Regions from separate parts of the Arabidopsis thaliana genome. Here region 1 is linked to region 2. Evidence: chromatin contacts called from public capture Hi-C data. All regions are on one chromosome and are shown on one strand. The core of a region is the stretch at or near the end of the contact, and the rest is flanking DNA. Distances in the headings are between cores, read along the strand shown. Region 1 holds the start of CRK33 (cysteine-rich RLK (RECEPTOR-like protein kinase) 33). Region 2 holds the start of AT4G11170 (Disease resistance protein (TIR-NBS-LRR class) family).

The links. Capture Hi-C pulls out chosen DNA fragments and counts their contacts.
Region 1: a capture Hi-C map of seedling shows a contact between it and region 2, with 2.6 times the contacts expected there. The contact joins the promoter of CRK33 here to the promoter of AT4G11170 in region 2. A contact is called at or near these places in 2 of 3 other capture datasets (seedling and shoot).

The regions. Positions count from the first base shown.
Region 1 is chr4:6,975,463-6,980,545 of TAIR10.1, reverse strand. It overlaps CRK33 (cysteine-rich RLK (RECEPTOR-like protein kinase) 33), which reads right to left and starts at 1,698. Exons shown (of 7, transcript NM_117220.1): 1 at 927-1,698; 2 at 645-770; 3 at 248-360; 4 at 1-178. The coding sequence starts at 1,698. LCR11 (low-molecular-weight cysteine-rich 11) reads left to right here and starts at 4,532. Exons shown (of 2, transcript NM_001036542.2): 1 at 4,532-4,661; 2 at 5,017-5,083. The coding sequence starts at 4,601.
Region 2 is chr4:6,808,312-6,812,826 of TAIR10.1, reverse strand. It overlaps AT4G11170 (Disease resistance protein (TIR-NBS-LRR class) family), which reads right to left and starts at 1,724. Exons shown (of 4, transcript NM_117187.2): 1 at 1,237-1,724. The coding sequence starts at 1,700.

The DNA of each region.
Region 1 (5,083 bases), core at 449-2,948, 170 kb before region 2:
CAAATTCGTATACGAGTATCTTTTCTTCTCCTTCCATACAAAACCCGAGAACTCCAACCAAATTTCTGTGCTGAAGCTTTGCCACGAGACTAGTCTCATTCTGGAACTCTTGTACACCTTGAGCTGATTCTTTTGACAGCCTCTTCACTGCAATTTCTGATCCGTCTTGAAGCACACCCTACAAATAATAAAGAGAATAAGATCATCACACCACCTATATTCATTAATGGAAGTTGAGAAGATTTACCTTGAAAACTTCTCCAAATCCACCTTGACCAAGCATGTTGCACTTTGAAAAGGTACATGTTGCAGCTTCAATTGTCTTAAGATCATACTGCAGTGAATATTTAGGTGATTCCTCTGCTACACAGAAATGTCATATTATTCCTTGCAACATGGAAGTACGTACACATAACAAATCTAAACCATGATGATATGTTTTCATATTCACCAAAGTTTTTCATTTTTCTAATAAACATTGGTTAGCTAATAAGAAGTTTTAGATAGTTGACCATTGAACTGAATAAACTATTCCTAGTTAAAATTCCCTTGTCCCGGCATCATGCAGTGTTCCTGATTAAGCATGCATGCCTTATTGTTCTTAAAGAAAAAGAAATCAGTGAGTAAAATACGAATCAACTCACCTGGAGGATCAGTTTTTCTCTTTCTGCAAACAAGTACTACTACTAAAGTAGATAGCACAGAGATGACAACTCCGGTGGCAACAACAATGGCCACAAAGAATCCAACTGAGATATTCCTTTTGCTACCTGGGCATAGTAGAATCACAGAGGATAGTTTACAATAGAGAAAATGCATCATCCAGTGATTGAATCTGTTTCAAACCTTTCTCAAACTATTGGTCAGCAACTTAGCAGAATGATACGTTCTTAGAATCATATTTTTTCTTTTAGTTGAGGAATTACCTGGCGGGGGTGAAAGTGTCAAATTAAAAGCTCCGATGAAGGGATACAGATCCCACCGAAAACAGCAGCTTGGCCATGCAACAATTCCTCTTTGCATCCTAAGGTTGCCATATTCAGAAACAGCTTTTTCCAGACAGTTGTGACAAGCACCTTTTTCTAGATCAGGAGTGCATAGCATTAATGCATATATATTCTGGAAATTTGTCAGATTTGTTACATTAGCTGCATAATATCTACGACTAGATAATGATGCATTATAATCCGAGGATGCGTCAGACATCAAACGATCCGTTAGAGCCTCCCATATCGTATTTAAATATGTCAAATTTGATTTGATATCCACATTACTATGCTCCATGTAAAGTGGGTGCAATCCAACCCTCTTGAAGAATGAACTGTTAGAGTAACGAGCAAAACAGAGCGTCTTATGAGGTGTCCATGTATACGCTTCAGTTTGGTTAGGACAATTCTCTTGTAATTGGTCGGCCGCGACCTTGAGACAATCGGAGCAAACCGTAGGTTCGGTCCCGTCGATGCACATCCCCATTACGTGCACTTCGTCAGGAACTTTGCCGATGGAAGAATTGTAGAAGCCGTAGTGATCCACCACTTTGGAAGCAAGAGATGTAAGGATCTGCCTACGGTTGGTGTCGTAAGTTTTCCAAGGTTCAAAATACCCAGTTTCGTTGCATTGTTGCGAAGAAATAGCACCAATTATGCTTATGAGAACAACCCAGAAGATCAAAAAGGAAATCTTCTTGGTCTTTCTCATGATTTTACAAATGTGTTTGGGGTTAGTATGTACATATCCGTACACTTCATATCAGTTAAATAGCAATTGAGTTCTCTCAGCAAGTTGTCAAACTTAAAATATCCAAGGCATTATAAAAGCTAAGTCAGAGCATAGACAAAATCAGAGAACCAATCAAAGCAATGAGCTGATGTGTTATATGTTTATTAAAAGAATGTTGAAGTTTCAAAAATGTTAATGATGTGAGATGCACCCAGACTACACGCCCACTATGCTTGTTGAATGAATCTCCTCAACGTAACACAACGAAGCAGAGTGATATGAGTTAAATAACCAACAAATTGAGCAATCCAAAGACCCAAATTAGTAATATTTTGACAATTTCAATAGCTTATCTTATTACTTTCTCAGCACAAACAGTAATACAAAACCATTGTTTTACTAGAGGCATTGTTGACAATGGGTTTAAAGTAAAGATTAAAGAATGACCTGACTGAATCCAAGTTTCGAACCCCCACGGAAAAAAAAATACAGGCTACTTGAAGCATCAAGACGATTGTCGGACAGCATTACATTTCCATTGGCATATGTCTAATTAAGACAACTCCATCAGACGCTTCCATGGTACAATCCAGTGGCGGATCTAGAAAAATATTTAATCTGGGGCACTATTAATTTACTTATTATATATTATTTTTTATCAAAATTATTATATATACTATTCGTTATTAAACTATAAGTTTGTGATAAAATATGTAGTTCAATAAATTCTGTAATTTGTTTCTCACAATTTATATAGGTACCCAAAAAAAAACTATGAAATTGTGTTCATATAACTTTGTTATTCATTTTCACATAAAAGTAAATGAATAGATATATCAAACATTTTAGAAATATATCAATACACATATACTATCTAATCAATTAATAAAGAAATTTTAAAAGAAAGTTAAAAGTGGATGTTCATAAATCAAAGGAAGAAATAAGTGATTAAATTGATAAAATTGGGGGAAAAAATGAGCAAAGTCAAAAAAAGAAAAAAGTTACTTCAACTAGTCTCGAACCTGGGTAAGGATGGACGAATATTGAAAACACTTAACCAGTTGTGCTGAATCATTTAAACTGCATAAGTTTACAAGCTAATACTTATAATTTAATGTAGGGCACGTGCCCCACATCCCATACACCTAGATCCGCCCCTGGTACAATCTGAGCACGACTCTGCTATTGGCACATGGATTACGCATCCTCCCACTCGAAGAATTGAAGAAGCCATCACGAGCCGTGACATTAGAAGCTCTACGAGAACTGATTGGAATGGAACAAGGTAACAGGGAACGAACCAATCAACGGCCAGGAAACCCTAACTTCCATAAGAAATTTCTCGTCGTTTAACAAATCAGAATTAGGCGGAACAACGGTAGAATCGTGAACCCCGGTTGGACATTTATACAATAACCGGTTTGGTTATACATAATCAGATTATATAACCGGTTTAGTACATTGGTAGGAACCGATTTGCTAAACAACTTCAAGCTCATGAGGCTGTCGCACTGAAAGAGTGTGTTTGCTAGTAGTGAGCATTAGTGCGGTAACTCAACGGAGCAAGGAGAAACAATTGAATGTGATTCCCAAAGTTTTAGAAAATTTTTCTTTACAAAATAGGCCCTCAATTATTTTTTTTCTTCTATAAATAGGCCCCAAGTTTTAAGATTACAACAAAACCCTTTACCAAAGCTCCCTCCTACAACTGGACCACATATGCTAAACCATAGAGTTGGATGCATAAAACAAGAAATTATGAGGGTGTAAAGAACTTTGAAAAGTTGTAATCTGTTTGGACTAGTGACAATTCATTGCTAATGTTTTCACAATATATTTTTCTATTGTTGATTGGCAGGCCCGACCCATCCTTGATCGTGGGATCAAACGACCACAACTTCTACTTACTTCGTTCCTTCTTTTTTTTTGCTGCAAATTACCCTTTTTCTTAGCAATTTTTTTCTTTTCACGTTTCTATAGTGTTTGTTTTGTTTCACGTTCAGATAATGCTTATAGTATTTTTTCCCTTTCATGTTTTATAGATTATTAATATTAAACGTTTATTGTTAGTATATTTTGGAAAGACCACATACTAAAAATGTTTTAAGCCCCACAACCTAGGATCGGCTCTGTTGATTGGTAAATCAGTTTGGTTCGTACCAGTTTTTTTTTGGTGTGAAGGTTCTTACTAGCTTTTTGTATGTAATTATGTATGTTACTTTCATTTGCTGTAAATACATTCTATTCTTTTCTTTTTTTGTCGTAAATACATTCTATTCTTTAAAATCTTCTATGTTTTATCTAAATAGGTTTTTAAAAATAAATAAATAAATAAATATATATATATATATATAGAAAAGAGACTAGAATAAAAGAAAAAATGTATGGTATTAATGTATTATCCAAAGACGAGTTATGCAGTCTCCGAAATACATTTGATTTTTTATTATTATTTTTGAATTTCACATTGTTTCAACAAATTTTAAGGCGAACATATATCTTTTTTTTAATTTCTCCTCTTACTTAAATCACCCATCAAAAAGTTTTTTTTTGTAATTTAATGGTGTTAACTGAAATTATTGTGTGGTTCTAACTTCTAAGACTCCTTAATTAGATAAGGAAAAAAATTGGAATCAATCCTTTAACAAAAAAATGGAATTAATGGAGAACCACGTTTTTTTAACCTAAATTTCAGGAGGTGATAGATCTAAGATGTATCATTAAAAAAATAGACACATCTAACTTTTCTTATATATACTTTAAATTTTGTTCACTTTTTCATTAAACAAATTAACCAAAAACATCATCTGACAAAACAAAAAAAAAAAAAAAAAAAAAAAAAAAAAAAAAAAACATCATCAATTTGTTTAGAGTATATGAGATGAAGAAAGCTAGTCAACTATCAACAACCATTCTAACTATCTTCATCGTCCTTGCAATAGGTTTGTAGTTAGATTTACAAACATATTTTCTTAAAAAATATTTATATATTTTATCATATGAAAATAAAATTAGATATTAAGAACATGCAATCTATCTGAATAATGTCAATTCTATATCTCACTTAAATAGCTAAATTTAATTATTTAATAGCAAATTCAATATTTTTATATCAAAACCTTGTCAAATAGTGTTAAAGATCAAAGTCATTCCAAAACCATAGTATCCATAGTTTTTGGATAGCTTTTTTCCATTATGTCCAATACTTTATTAATTAATATATGCAAAAGTATTTAAACATTAATCTTCAAAAAAAAGAAACTGATATTTTTATGTCTCAAATATTTACTATATTAGGGATGATGGTGAAAGGAACAGTGGGAAAACAACGTCTTTGTATTAAAGTTCTAACAAATGCTTCACA
Region 2 (4,515 bases), core at 475-2,974:
GTTTCTAAAGAAAGTTGAGAGAGTTTCTAGTAGTCTCTCACTCTCTCAACTTTTTTTTAGAGACTTTCATAAGAGATTTTGGTGAAAGACTCACCAATGCATATGCTCTAGGACTTGAACACCCAAAAAACATTTATAACTCGAAAGAAACGTAAAATCATAGCCGTTGTCAATTCCAGTAAAAACCTAGATTAACTTTTAAGACCATAAAAACAAAAAAAAAACAAAAAAAGGAATATATATTTTGAAAGGAAAATCTTAAAACCTCTAGAGTTACCATTTGCAATCATCATGTGAATAACAAGTTACAAAATTACAAATCCTAAGGCACATTTATAAATGAAACTTTGAAATACAATATATAAATATATTTGTAAGCTTCATGAAATGCGGTTCAAAATGATTTCTGGTGAGATTTACTGACTATTACACCATCATTCCAACTCGTGAAACTCTTGAGTGTTCATTCCTTTAATTAATTTGTTTAATTTACATATAATCAGTGTTCAAGAAAGCGCTAGACGGTAAGTGGGTGGTGACCCTCCGCCTAGCGCCTAAAACACGTAGTCGGGGACTATACAATTTTAGGCGGTTTAAAAGGTTTTAGAATGAAACGATATATATTTTTTTGGCATGCATAAAACGATATATTTATATACTACTACATGAAATGTTGAAAAAAAACATTATAAAAAGCTGGAAATTAGCAAATTTTTAAAAATAAATATATATCGTTTTATTCAAAAATCGTCACGGCCGCCTAGCCCAACTTATCATATAATACAGTACTACTTTTCATCTCAATCTCTAATGTGGGACAATTTTAACATAAAACAATTCAAACATGTCCAGTAGGTGGTTTAGTGCATCAGGGAATTGTTCTTATGAAAAATAAAGGTTTCCTTCAGTAATTAGTCATGAGTAATCTATTAGAAGATCCATAAGAAGACTAAGATAGTGTCTATTAGCACATATAACTAAAGTTTTAGCAAGTAGAAATTCATATAAATTTGTAAGGCAATCTAGCGAGTTGCCACTTTGAGTTACTCTCCTCTTTCCCTTATTAGAAAATCAAATCTAAAACCATTGTGTTTTTGGTGATAATCTAAATATTTTCTTCTTTTACTTTTTTTTTGCACAAAAAAACTCATTGAGCCCATTAGACCACAAATCTATCTTGGTTTGGTTTATCATACAGAATCTAACCAAACGAAAATAAAATATATAAAAACTCACCAATTTTGAGGATGATCTCCAAGAATATTGGCAGCATCAGTCAACGCCCGCCTCCAGTTATGTTGTCGCTCCTCCGTCTTACCACAACAAGTTTCCAAGAAACTCATTCCAAACTTTCCGGTCTGTTTTCTTATATCAGATGGATCCACTTTGTAGAAAACCGGCATCACTTTCAGTCCTTGTTCTTCCTTACACTTCATGATCTCAATCAGCTCGTCCAAACACCAGCTTGAAGAAGCATAGTTCTCTGAGAACAAGACTACTGAGATCTTAGATTCTCTAATGGCTGCTCTAAGCTCATGACCGATCGTGTGGCTTCTTTTGATATGGTCATCTCTGAATGTCACTATTCCTTTGCTTTCAAATTCTTTGAGCAAGTGGCTGAGAAAGTTATTACGGACATCTTCCCCTCTGAAACTAGGAAAGACGTCGTATCTCCAAGAGTTTGAAGAAGAAGATGCCATGGGGAGAGGATTGAAGATAAAAATTTGTTATATTGACTTGTTTGGAGTGTTTTGGGAGAGCAATTTATAGAATCTATGGAATGCCTTTGCGTGTCAAAGTTGTAATATGAGATTTTCTAGGAAATGACATGGTAATTTCATTTTTATTATTATATTGCAACTAGACCCTTGTAGACAACAAAACATGCATCTCATTAAAGGTCGCCTAGGCTGACTTTTGTATATCATCAAGTAAATAAGACAAATTAAAACATGCATCTCGAAAGTTACTTTTGGCTGTAAAGACTTTTGCTGCATAAATTTTTGCTATAAAATTTTTAATATTTTAAAAACTATAACTATATACTATAGGTTGTGACAACATAAATTATGATTTTAAATAATTATTGAAAATATGGAACTTAATAAAACAAGAAAAAGACTTCAATTGTAAATAAACGTAAAAAAAAATTAAAAAGGAATAATTCATCTATGGGAGTTTTCATAAATATGGAGAAGAACGAAAAGGAAAAACTATTGACTTTTGTTTATTATCATTTTAAAGCCAGATTTATGCGATTTAAACAAAAACATGAAATCAAAGAACAAAATGAGAAAAAAGGTTGTGAGAATTTTTAAATTATTAAAAGCAAAAAAGTGTGATCGGATAAATTAAAACTGTAAAAATTGTTAATAGAATTTACAGTTTTCAAAGTCCTCCTCCCCAATCACCCCCATAATATTCTTTTATTTTTTGTGGTTTGTTTATCTTTTTCGGTAGACTTGAGCATGAAATTAAAAATTCATTCATTTTAGTTAAATTTAGTATTGCAGTTTATGAATGATACATTTTGAAACCTATATTAAAAATATTAAATATAAATATTTTTTTGTCATTAGAAAAAATAGTTCTCTACGAACATATGTAGAAAAAATCTTTAGGGAAGACAACCCAATTTCTTCTTCTTCTTCTAAACTACTTTATTAATTAACTTTTAAATTGTAGATTTAGTTTACAAGTAAAATTCACTAGAATATATAAATCATATATACATTTATATATATATATATATCATTATTGTTAAAAAATCGCGTTAGGCGTTAATCGGGCGCTCGGTATGGGACTAGCTATTAATCGATAAATCGGATTAAAATCGGAGATTAAAATCGGAGATTAAACGAGATTAGTTTTAGGATTATATTAATGTTTTAAAAACATATTAATCTAGTATTGTTTTCAAAATTATAGTAAACTAGATTCTGACCCGCACATACGTGCGGGGTTTCATATTTTAAGAAATGTATTGGAATACATTTTTAGTGAAAGATATTATAGTGTACAAATTATAATATGCATAGAAAGTGTATAGTGTTATTTATGATAAAATAGCTAATTTTTTTAATTAATTTATATTATTTATATTTTATTTGTATTTAGCATAGTAAATAGATTGTTATATTTGTTTCGAGTTGCGGAATAATATAGAGATATTTGGAAAATTTGTGTATTTTTGTTAGTTTGATGTATATATAAATTGATTATTTTTGTTTGAAATTTTTGATCAATTAGATGATATAATGTAAAATTTACTCCGCGGTACACCGTTGGTCGATTTGTTTGTAACTAAAAACTCAAATTTTAAGATATAGTTGTTTTGTAAATATTGTTTATTTTGTTTAGTGTTTAAGATTGTATAATTATGTTATAATTATTAATTCTAAGATTTCACTTGTAGATTATTGTCCCGTATTAATATCAACCCAAACTAGTTCCACCATATAACTTTATTCCGTAAAATGAAAAACTATTTTGTTATTTTTAAATATTGTTATTGTAATATATAAAAAAATCGAGGGGTTGACATGTGGTACATGTTAGATTAATATATTTAAAAATAATTTGTGATTTATATATTTATGATATTCTAGTATATAAAACCGATTTTTAGTGTATACCTTTCCATAAGATGTAGTTCTTATAATTAAAGTATAATAGTATTTGGTTTTTATATGGTTGAGTAATAGTTTTTGGTTTTTTATAAACTAATAAATTTGTTGATTTTAGTTAAAAATAAAAAATTAAATTAAGTTATATTTGTTTTGTTTATTGTTTAAGATTGTATAACTATAATCTAGTTTCTTGTAATCTAGTGTTTAGCCTGAAAGAAAAATCCATAAGAATACGCATAAATAGATAGTAATATTAGGAGATAAACTCATTAGAACATGAAGTAATTTACTTATGAATCTCTATCTATTGTTTTAAAGAATCGATATTCTAGATTGATTGTGAGGCAATGTGAATATATGCATAGCATTAAAAATAATGAAAATTACTTGTTTAAAAATAATGAAAATTACATGTTTAAAAAAATACTTGAAAAGTTTATATGATTTAAATTCTAATTAAAATGTTAAATATTTTAATCTATACTCATAATATCTTCTAGATATTTACAAATCTAAAATCCAAAAATTATCTTTTGAATATGCTAAATCATAATTTAAAATCTTCTTTTTAAGTGTACTAATGAGAAACAATTAACATAGTTTTGTTAAGGAAATTGTTTAAAATCTAAACTAAATGATTATTTGTTATTAAATTAGATTGAAATTTTTGAATTATCTAATAACATATTACCAAAATAAATAAATTTACATATATACAATTCGAATTAAAATAGTCTGATATGTTATGGAAACGTTTTTAAATGATTTCTGAAAATATTGGGTAGTTACAAATTTATTGATTTTAAATTTAATTTTTTAAAAGAACAAAATCCAAGATATTTATTTAGTTGTACTAGTTGTTAATTTACTAAATTACCCATGCAAA